Linked DNA regions of Mus musculus: all the other regions are linked to region 2. A link is a contact called in public HiChIP or PLAC-seq data. All regions are on one chromosome and are shown on one strand. Each heading gives the region's core, a stretch centred on a gene start, on an enhancer-like site or on the middle of the called end of the contact. The rest is flanking DNA. Distances are from core to core; before and after follow the strand shown.

What was found. HiChIP or PLAC-seq counts read pairs in DNA pulled down with a chosen protein or histone mark.
Region 1: a contact with region 2 is called in an H3K4me3 HiChIP or PLAC-seq map of the 230-238 cell line, with 11 read pairs. The contact joins the enhancer-like site here to the promoter of Zmynd11 in region 2. A contact is called at or near these places in 2 of 484 Hi-C or Micro-C datasets (Th1 cells and pro-B cells), 3 of 115 datasets of contacts at active chromatin or transcription factors (the 230-238 cell line and large pre-B cells) and 1 of 9 other capture datasets (liver).
Region 3: a contact with region 2 is called in an H3K27ac HiChIP or PLAC-seq map of embryonic stem cells, with 6 read pairs. The contact joins the enhancer-like site here to the promoter of Zmynd11 in region 2. A contact is called at or near these places in 1 of 39 promoter capture datasets (embryonic stem cells), 6 of 115 datasets of contacts at active chromatin or transcription factors (the NIH/3T3 cell line, bone marrow-derived macrophages, craniofacial prominence and 2 more) and 1 of 9 other capture datasets (adipose tissue).

Annotation. Positions count from the first base shown.
Region 1 is chr13:9,426,886-9,429,922 of GRCm38.p6, forward strand. All of the region lies in intron 1 of Dip2c (disco interacting protein 2 homolog C), which reads left to right. Among named protein-coding and RNA genes, the nearest start is that of Dip2c, 150 kb to the left of the region's middle. Within about 2 kb of position 1,251, at least 42 of the 459 cell types and tissues checked have an H3K27ac peak or open chromatin away from gene starts, as enhancers often do. A contact at or near this core is called in the 230-238 cell line, where this site is marked.
Region 2 is chr13:9,763,961-9,766,914 of GRCm38.p6, forward strand. It overlaps Zmynd11 (zinc finger, MYND domain containing 11), which reads right to left and starts at 1,361. Exons shown (of 15, transcript NM_001199141.2): 1 at 1,095-1,361.
Region 3 is chr13:9,307,429-9,310,477 of GRCm38.p6, forward strand. All of the region lies in intron 1 of Dip2c (disco interacting protein 2 homolog C), which reads left to right. Among named protein-coding and RNA genes, the nearest start is that of Dip2c, 32 kb to the left of the region's middle. Within about 2 kb of position 1,528, at least 7 of the 459 cell types and tissues checked have an H3K27ac peak or open chromatin away from gene starts, as enhancers often do. A contact at or near this core is called in embryonic stem cells, where this site is marked.

The sequences.
Region 1 (3,037 bases), core at 1-2,500, 340 kb before region 2:
TGCCAGGAGCCATGTCTTCCTTATCTTTCATAAGCCAGCACTAAGTGCCATGGTCAGCTCCTTGAGCGAGGCTGGGAAGTGTTGCTTGATTGTTAGGTGGCAGTGCATGTCCTGCCAAGTTTGGTGAGCTCGTGAGGTAGCATGTGATGCTGGACTTCGTTTGGCAGATTTCTGATTCAGGGGGAAAAGATGGAGAATGGGTCAGAATAGGAACTGGAATGTGGTTGTTTTTACTCTCTCTTCTGAGTGATATTTCCAATAGAATTTGACCTTTTGTTATCCATTGTATTCCTAAAAGATTGCAGGAAATAGCTGGGGTGACAAATAACATTCAGGGATCTTGGCAGGTATATAGCATCCCCAGGAGGCACCTAGCAAAGTTTATTCTTTTCTGCTCTTGTGGAATGCTGTCTAAAGGAAGAGAAGCTGTTCACTCAATCACATCAGCTTGCATCTATTTTATCGTCCTGCCAGATGAGACATGAGTAGTGCTGGTGAAGGGTCCTGGATTCCATATTCTGCTCAAAGTCTCTCAGTCCAGGAAATCACTCTCTAGATTTCCTTGGGTTTTTAAGAAAAGAAGCTGCTTATATTTTCCCCAATGAACACAGATTCTTCTTAACTGCCCTGTTGATAGATCTTGAGGGATCTCCTAGAGTCTGTATGTTATGTGCATGCTATGAGTTACACTGGGTATGAGGCATTTATTTCTCCAATCTCCTGTTATTTCCTTATGTAGCTTCCTGTGGATCATATTTCAAGACAGGGCCTTATACTGTGTGTAGCAGTGGTGCAGGGGATGAATGTCACAATGAAAATAAAAGGATGAGCTCTTAAGATAATAGCTGGATTAGTTGAGATGGATGATCAAGGGATTTTCTTAAGTCTTATAATGGGGGTCATTTATGTATGTGGACTCTTGCAACAGTACTGTATAAGTCTTAAAAGCATAACTGAAAAAAATGACAGGGATACTTTCATAATGACAACTCAACTTGAAAAGTTATGTGAAGTGGCAATTTTAAAACTAGAATCAGTTAAGAGCTTCCTTACTCTGCATACTGTAAAGGAAAGCCTCAGTCTGTATAGTCATATGCAGGTTGTTAGGCCTGACTTTGTACCCCTACTGTCAGGTCTAAATGAGCCTCCCCCAGGCTACTATCTTGACTCTCTTGCCAGAATAGAATATGACACCTGCAGAACTGAGATGGACTGTAAGAGTAATGCAGCTTAAGGCCTGGTCCTCCGTCTCTTGGGTTCTGCTTTATGTGTAACTTAAAGGCTGGCTTCCTGGAACTTCCTGAGTTGTTCTCTGAATCAGCACAGAAAAACTCAGTCTTTCCTGGCAGCATCTCACATCCTGGAGAGAAAGATCATTTCTTTCCACAGTCATAAAAAGCTAGACCAATGGTGACTTCTTAAGCCATTTGGTATTAAGACTGGTTATTGATGCTTTGTTCAATTAGTCCTCCTTTAGACAAAGTTTGTGCAAGGCACTTTAATTGAAAGTTTTCCTATAAAATCCCACAGGAGTTGAAATCAGTTTTCTGTCTTGTGAGAATTCCACTGAAGGGTATTGACTGAGAGAAGACCATGTGACTATGTGCCCCAGCTTGGTTTCCTGGGTGCAACTCCAACCTTTAGGTACTGTGATGGTCTGTTTTCAGCATTCGTAGCTTCTAGTTACCTGCCTCTTGAGATATTTTGAAGATTTATTGAATTGTTTAGGATGGTCCCACTATATACTATGAGAAAAAAAAATTCTATGTACTGGGATAAAAGATCAAATCCGGCAGGAGTTTACTCTTAATGCTGTAAAGATATGTCACTTAATTTCTGCTTGCTATATTAACTATGAAAAGACTGTCCCAGCTGGGCCTCAGCGTTTGGAAGCAGAGGTTATTGGAATATTTAATATAATATCGACATACATTTAGGAATACTATAAGAGAACCAAAATCCAAAAGTAAAACACTAAAACCATGTTGACTAAAAAGGTAAATATGAACATTTAGTATTTCTGGGAACTTCCTAATAGCATGCATAGATGTTAACTGTTGCTGAAAATTGGAAGAAGATAAAGAATTATGAAAGATGAGCAAGCATAGTGCTATCCACACAGCACAGTATGGACCACAGTAGAAAAGATTGTAGCTAGTGGCTAAGTTGTAAAGTATTGTATTTTGGGAAAACCCTATAAAATGACAAAAATCCATAATCAATTCAGGGAGTAAAAGTGGTGTCTTTTCACTGTGAAAAGGCAATCCAATAAATTCAATGTTTTTGCTTTACCATGGAGGAATTTTTTTTCCACAAGAAAGTAGAGATAATTTAATCATAGGGGTATTTGTATACAATCTTTGTGAGATTCTTGCAAATAAAGCATAGTGTATAATACAGACCATGATGCGTATGTGGTAAGTGAGCTGTCAGATGGTTTTCTGTTGTCCAGGTGAAAGACTCCAAGTACAGGGGTATCAGTTGTAATTTGTGAGCATCTGATGGTGTTGGGCAGTTTCTTAAGATCCTACAAAAGGGCTCATGTCCTCTCGGTTGAAGAGGAGTAGGAGATGTCTAGGTCCAGTTACAAGTGAGAAAGCTCTTCTTAGAAGATCAGCTCTGACACAGAACATTGGGGAGTTGCTGCTATATTCCAGAAGGCTTTTTATTAATCACTAGTGTTTTCTTCCTTGGCTGCATCTCCTGTGGGTCCTGTGGGGAATAACATCACCATGTTTCCTCTGGCCTCCTGCTTTGTCCTCTCTTGTTGCAGTAAAGGTTTTGTTTGTTTTGGTGAAAGATTCCTTACTCAATATCTGGTAATAGGATGACTTATTCTTGAGCCTACAGTGAGAGGAGTCTGTCCTGAGCACTAAGATCCCTGGTATTGGACAGATCTTCAGGACTTCCAAGGGGAAGAAAGGATCTTACCCCTCTCTTGCATTTTAGGAGTGCAGAGGAACCACATGATCTCATTCCGTTAATCCGTCTTTGTTAAAAGTTGTGAGAAAGATTTTAAGTTATTTTATGACAATTT
Region 2 (2,954 bases), core at 111-2,610:
CGCTCCCCGTCCGCCCGCTCGCTACACGCTCCGCGCAAAGGCCCCAGGGCCTGGCCAAGCGGGAGGCGCGGGGACCGGGCGGGAGGAGCTCACAAGACTCCGCGGCTTCCCGGAGCCAGCAGGCCGCGCGCGGCTCTCCGCGGCCTTCCCGCGGGCCTGCTCCTCACGTCAGCCGGAGGTACAAGGTGCTGGACAGAGGAAACGCGCCCACCCCTCAGGCCTCACCGGCCTGGGGCCGTGCCTGACGCCACCGGCAGCCGCCGCCCGCCCGCCCGGGAGCCCGGGGCCCCGGCAGCCACCACAGCTCAGGCCGCGCTGCCGCCGCCGCGGATGCCTCCGCCCTCCCCGCCGCCCAGCCGCCCCGCCGCCGCCGAGCTTTCCCCACCATTATGCTGCGCTCCGTCGCCGCCGCCGCTGCCGCCGCCGCGCCCGGCCCTCCCTCCGGAGCCGCCTCCTTCCCGCCGCCCGGCGCCTCTCGGGCCTCAGCCGGCGACGGGCGCGGGGGGCGGGGGGGACGCAGGCCGCCGCCTCCTCCTCCCCGCCATCTCCTCCCTCCTCCCCGGCTCCCCCCGCTGGCTCAGCGCGGAGGGCTCGGGGCTCGAGGGGCGCCATGTTGGCGGCGGCTTCCACCACAGAAAAAAAAAAAAAAAAATGCCTCGGCGCGCGCCGGGGCGAAACCGGGCGAGGCGGCCGGGGCGTCGCGCGCCGGCTGGAGGCCTGGCCCGCCGCGCGCTCTCGCTCGCTCGTTCGTTCGCTCGCTCACTCACCGCGTCTCCTCAGCCCGACGGCGGCGCGGGGCCTGCGGGGCTGCAGAGGACGCCTGGGGGGCAAAGTTGGCATCCCCCAACCAAGAGGCGGTTCACACGGTGCGGGCGCGGCGGCCGGCCCGGCTCGCGGCCTCCTCGGAGTTCATTGTGTGCGCTTGAGTGTTTCCCCGCGCGGGGCCGGGCCGGGCGAGCGCGGGGCCGGGCCGGGCGAGCGCGGGGCCTGGGCCGAGCTGCGCACGGGGGGCTCTAGCGGCCGGCGCGGGACTTGCGCGGCCCGCGCTGTCTCCCCGCCCCGAGGCCGGGGGAGCCCGCCGCACCCGCTCCTACCTTCCCTCGACCTGTCTCCGGCGCCTCGCTGAGAAATCGGTTTCAGCATATTCTAAGGGGGTCCACACACGAACTCCATGTCAACACACACGTGCGAGCTACGTACGTGCAGGCGCGCTGGAGGCGAGCACCGAGACACGAGGGTAGCATTGTTAGGATCCGGCCAAGCCCGGTGGGCTGCGTTGCAGCTTGCGGTGTGGACCCGCTCGGCACTTTGCTTGGCTCCTAATGGCTCCGTGTTGGACAAGCACTCGCCCGTGTACTACTGACCCGAGTGGGTAAGACGGTATCCCTCGCTTTCCAATCCTGTGCTCAAAAAAAAAAAAAAAGTTGCAAAGACACCCGAGTTCCCCGTCTCAAATATGCACAAGTGGGACGTTTAGAAAGAATGGACCACCCATTATCACTCTGGTTAGAACATTACAAATTGCTGTGAGGAGTAGGTTATCTTTTCTAGTGAGCAATTCTAGATCTAATCAGAGGAGAGCCCTTAAGCTATATGGCTTTAAAAGTCTTGGGGGAAAAGTCAAAGCATATACAGATGTCATACGTTGTCCTAACAACCTTTGCCTGCTAGGAGTTTAAAAGGGGAAACCCATTAGCTAAGATTGCCTGTCCCTATTCTCATTGGATAGATGTACCTGAAAAATCACTGGCGACGCCCCTAGAAATCTAGGGTTCTTATACAAATTATCCATCTGTTTACAGTGCTGATCTCTAAGTTAGAACTTACTTAGAGTAGCATTGAGTTGGCTTTTTGAAGTACACCAGTCAAACGGTCTTTCAAACTGTTAACAGTTCTGCCACTGATACCAGCATCGCAGAGAGAAGTGTTTGCTCTTTTGATGTTTGTTTCTGGCTTCCCCCCGCCCCCACTTCTAAGATCATGAAGTATTTATAATTCATTTAAATAATAAAATATGGCATGGCTGGACAGCAAGATTGCTCAGCAAATAAAGCCACTCACCACCAAGCCTGAAAGTCTGAGTTCAAGCCCCAGGACCCACCTGTGTGATGGAATGAAAGAACCAGTTTATTTCAGAAGTCGCCCTTAAACTAGATGGGTGGACTAAAGGATGCCAGGGGAAATCATGCCGTATTGGATTGGACTGCTGGACTGGAAATCACTTCTTTAAGTGAATCACCTCTTTTTTAAAAAAAGGTCTTCTTTCAGCTGTAGAGGAATGCCTACTTCTATATTTCTATGTAGTTTGCAGAAGCTACTCAAGTATGAAAATTTTTCTGTGTGGGGGGGAGGGAAAGAGGGAGGGACACACACACTCACAGAGAGAGAGAGAGAGAGAGAGAGAGAAGGGGGGAGGGAGAGAGGGAGAGAGAAATACAGTTTAGGAAAACAAAGTGACTCCCCCCAGTTATACAGAATAGAAATAGCTTCTATTTTTACATATAACTCTCTTAGATAGCCTATCTATAAGATTTCCTATTTCTTTGCTATAGTTTCCCAGCCCAACAGCTTTATTAACTGCATTTGTCTGTCAACTGGGTGAGTATATGAGGGTGGGTCAGAAGGCCAGTGGCTGGAGGTTGGACGGAGGTTTGGAAGACCAAAGTAATGTAGTTGTTTCTGTGCAACCTGTGACATACTCTGGATTTATGTACTGGGTTGTGAAAGAAGGCAAAAGGTTGAGGGGTCTGAGGGGAGAAATTGGAGACAGGAGGAATGATGGAGTTGAGGGATGGTTTGCATCAATCCACATGTGTTTCACAGACTCTCACACAGCCCTGCATTCTTCCTTGGCCACAATCAATACACCCTATGCTACACAATTTCAATTGAGCATACTGCTTCTTTCACATTCTGCTTTGAGAAAAATCATGGAAAGAAGACAGACTATTCAA
Region 3 (3,049 bases), core at 278-2,777, 460 kb before region 2:
ATGTTTATATATCCTAGTGTAGGGCAACATACACTAGAATATACAATATACAGCACAGTGTTGTGTAGTATAGAACAGAAGAAATAACATAGTATTTGATAGCATACTATAAAATAATATCACATTGGTTAGAATGCATAGCTAATAGTGCTATGTAGACAAAATAAATAATATAATGTAGTTCAGATGTTACTTGACTTACGATAGGGCCATGTCCAAAAAGCCTGAAAATGTGAGTGGTCTATCTAATGTTTGGTTCTATGGTCAGTGTAGTACATTGTCTATCCTGTTCATTGTGTAGCTGGATGGAGAACTGAGCCTGTGGCCACTTCCCATCATATTACACTACATCTCACTAGCTTGTGGAAAGATCAAAATTTGTAATTCAAAGTATAGTTTCTACTGGCTGTGTATTGCTTTTGTGCTGTTGAGAAGCCCAAAACTTGTAAATTGACATACTGTATACACCAAGGAACATCTGTGGTATAGTATAGGATAGTATAGTGTCAATAGAATTGGAATTCTAATATTAGACTGTGTATTATAGTATCTCTGCCCTTGATCTTTCTTTGATTTATTCTGAGAATCAGGGCATAAATATAAGAGGGCAAGGTAGCTGGCCTTTTATTATTTTTTTTTATTTTTTTGCTTTTTTTCTTTAAAGGCCTTTACTTGTTGGCATGATCTGGTGGGCCCTCTTTGGTAGTATTTTCTGTAGCAGCCTGTGCGTCTTTTTGTAAAATTTAGTATTGTCTCTTATGTAAATAGTTGAACATGTTTGTTACCTGTCACACCCTCAATGGATTATACCTATAGGCAATATTCTTATGATTTCTCTGCATTCTCTCTCTCTCCCTTTTGTTGGAGAAAAAGTATATGATGAATGCCAAGCATCCTGTAAAATCAGAGCCTCTTCATTATTTGAGGTTGTATTTGAACAGGAGTGGAAAACACCCTCATCTTTGGAAAGCCAAACCTTTGAGTATTTTGAATTGTAAGTGACTCCATGTGTCTGGGGGAAAGCATTCCTAAAGTTTCTTATTTTCCTTTTTTCATTGGGTGATTGTTTCAGAAATTTCTAAATTCATTATCGGGAATGAGTAGCCCAAGATTTGGCCAGCAGACATGAAGGATGAAAGCCCAGCTGGGAAATATCCTGTGTAGTAGCTGTGCTAAGGAGAAATGTGGCAGAGGATTACAGGATTCTTCCGGAATTCTCTTGCTGCCTTCAGTCTTTGATTAGTGTCTTAGTTACTGTTCTATTGCTGTGAGAGACACCGTGACCTCAGTAACTCTTATAAAGAAAAACTTTTAATTGAGGCTTGCTTATAGGTTCAGAGGTTTGGTCCATTGTCATCATGGTGAAAGGCAAGGCAGCAAGCAAGCAGACAGGTGTTGGAGAAATAGCAGAGAGTTCTACATCCAGATCCACAGGAAACAAGAAGAGAGACGTACTGGGTCTGATTTGGGCTTTTGAAACCCCCAAACCCCCACACATAACACACTTTCACCAACAAGGCCACACCTCCTGATTTGTCCTTATTCCCTCCCTGAGGACCAAACATTCAAATGTATGAGATTCTGGGGGCCATTCTTATTCAAACCACTCAATTAGCATATTCTTTTTTTTTTCCTTTTTTTCTTTCTTTCTTTAAATCCGCCTGCCTCTGCCTCCGGAGTGCTGGGATGAAAGGCGTGTGCCACCACGCTGGGTTTGAGGGGTGTCTTCCAATTGTACTTAGTTGTAGCCTCCCAAGGAGTGGAGTGGGTTTTTGGGAAAGTGGAGTAGAATGTTCTTTGGGAAAGGTGCCTGCGATGTTGCTCTAGACCTGCCTCTTTCTGTAGGAGCATTTTCTTCTGAAAAGATAATTTGGAGGGCATCTGTTAATCTAAATGTAATTAGCAGAGGGCATCCCTCAGATAAGAGGATTGGAGCCATTTTGATGAGCTATTTATTTCATTCTTTTTTTTTTTAAAGATTTATTTATTTATTATATGTAAGTATACTGTAGCTGTCTTCAGACACTCCAGAAGAGGGTGTCAGATCTTGTTACAGATGGTTGTGAGCCACTATGTGGTTGCTGGGATTTGAACTCCGGACCTTCGGAAGAGCAGTCGGGTGCTCTTACCCACTGAGCCATCTCACCAGCCCCTTATTTCATTCTTTTAAAGAGAATGGTTTTACAAGCTCAACAACTAAACTTAAAGAAAAATTCGTTATTTTCTTTGGGCTGTCTGCCTTACTATGAGGTTATAAATTATTGAGGGTTAAGAGGCTAGACCACACTTTGTGGTTCCTCTATTTCTCAGTCTGGTAGAAGACTTTTTTTCTTACCCAAAGAAATATATTCTTTTAATGTGTCTGAGCCAAGGCATTTTAATGAGAGATTTAAAGTGCTTGCTTTAGTTTCTGGGAAATGATTAAACTAACAAGATTAAGAATAAGACTTGTGGGGCTGGAGAGATGGCTTAGCGGTTAAGAGCACTGACTGCTCTTCCAGAGTTCAAATCCCAGCAACTACATGGTGGCTCACAACCATTTGTAATGAGATCTGGTGCCCTCTTCTGGTGTGCCTGAAGACAGCTACAGTGAACTTATATATAATAAAGAAAGAAAGAAAAGACTTGTTGGCCAGGTATGGAGGTGCATGCCTTTAATCCCAGTGCTTGGGAGGCAGAGTCGGGTGGATCTCTGTGAGTTTGAGGCCAAGCCTGGTCTACAGAGCAAGTTCAGGACAGCCAGGGCTTGTTACACAGAGAAACTCTTGTCTCAAAAACCCAAAAGAAAAAAAAAAAAGCATAAGACTTTTGATATAGTTAATATAAGACATTGACAAAGTAGTAGTAGCAGCAGCAGCAGCAGCAACAAAAACAACAACAACAAGAGCAATCTATTGCTGCTGGTGCCAGAGGGCTGATGACTTCACATACTTTACCTGCTGAGGCCCTGCTTGACCTAGAAAGGCTCACTCCTGAAGATTTCTGTTGGATACATGTCAGATCGCAGAATATCTTTGATATTTATTTATTTGCTTAGTTTTGAGACAAG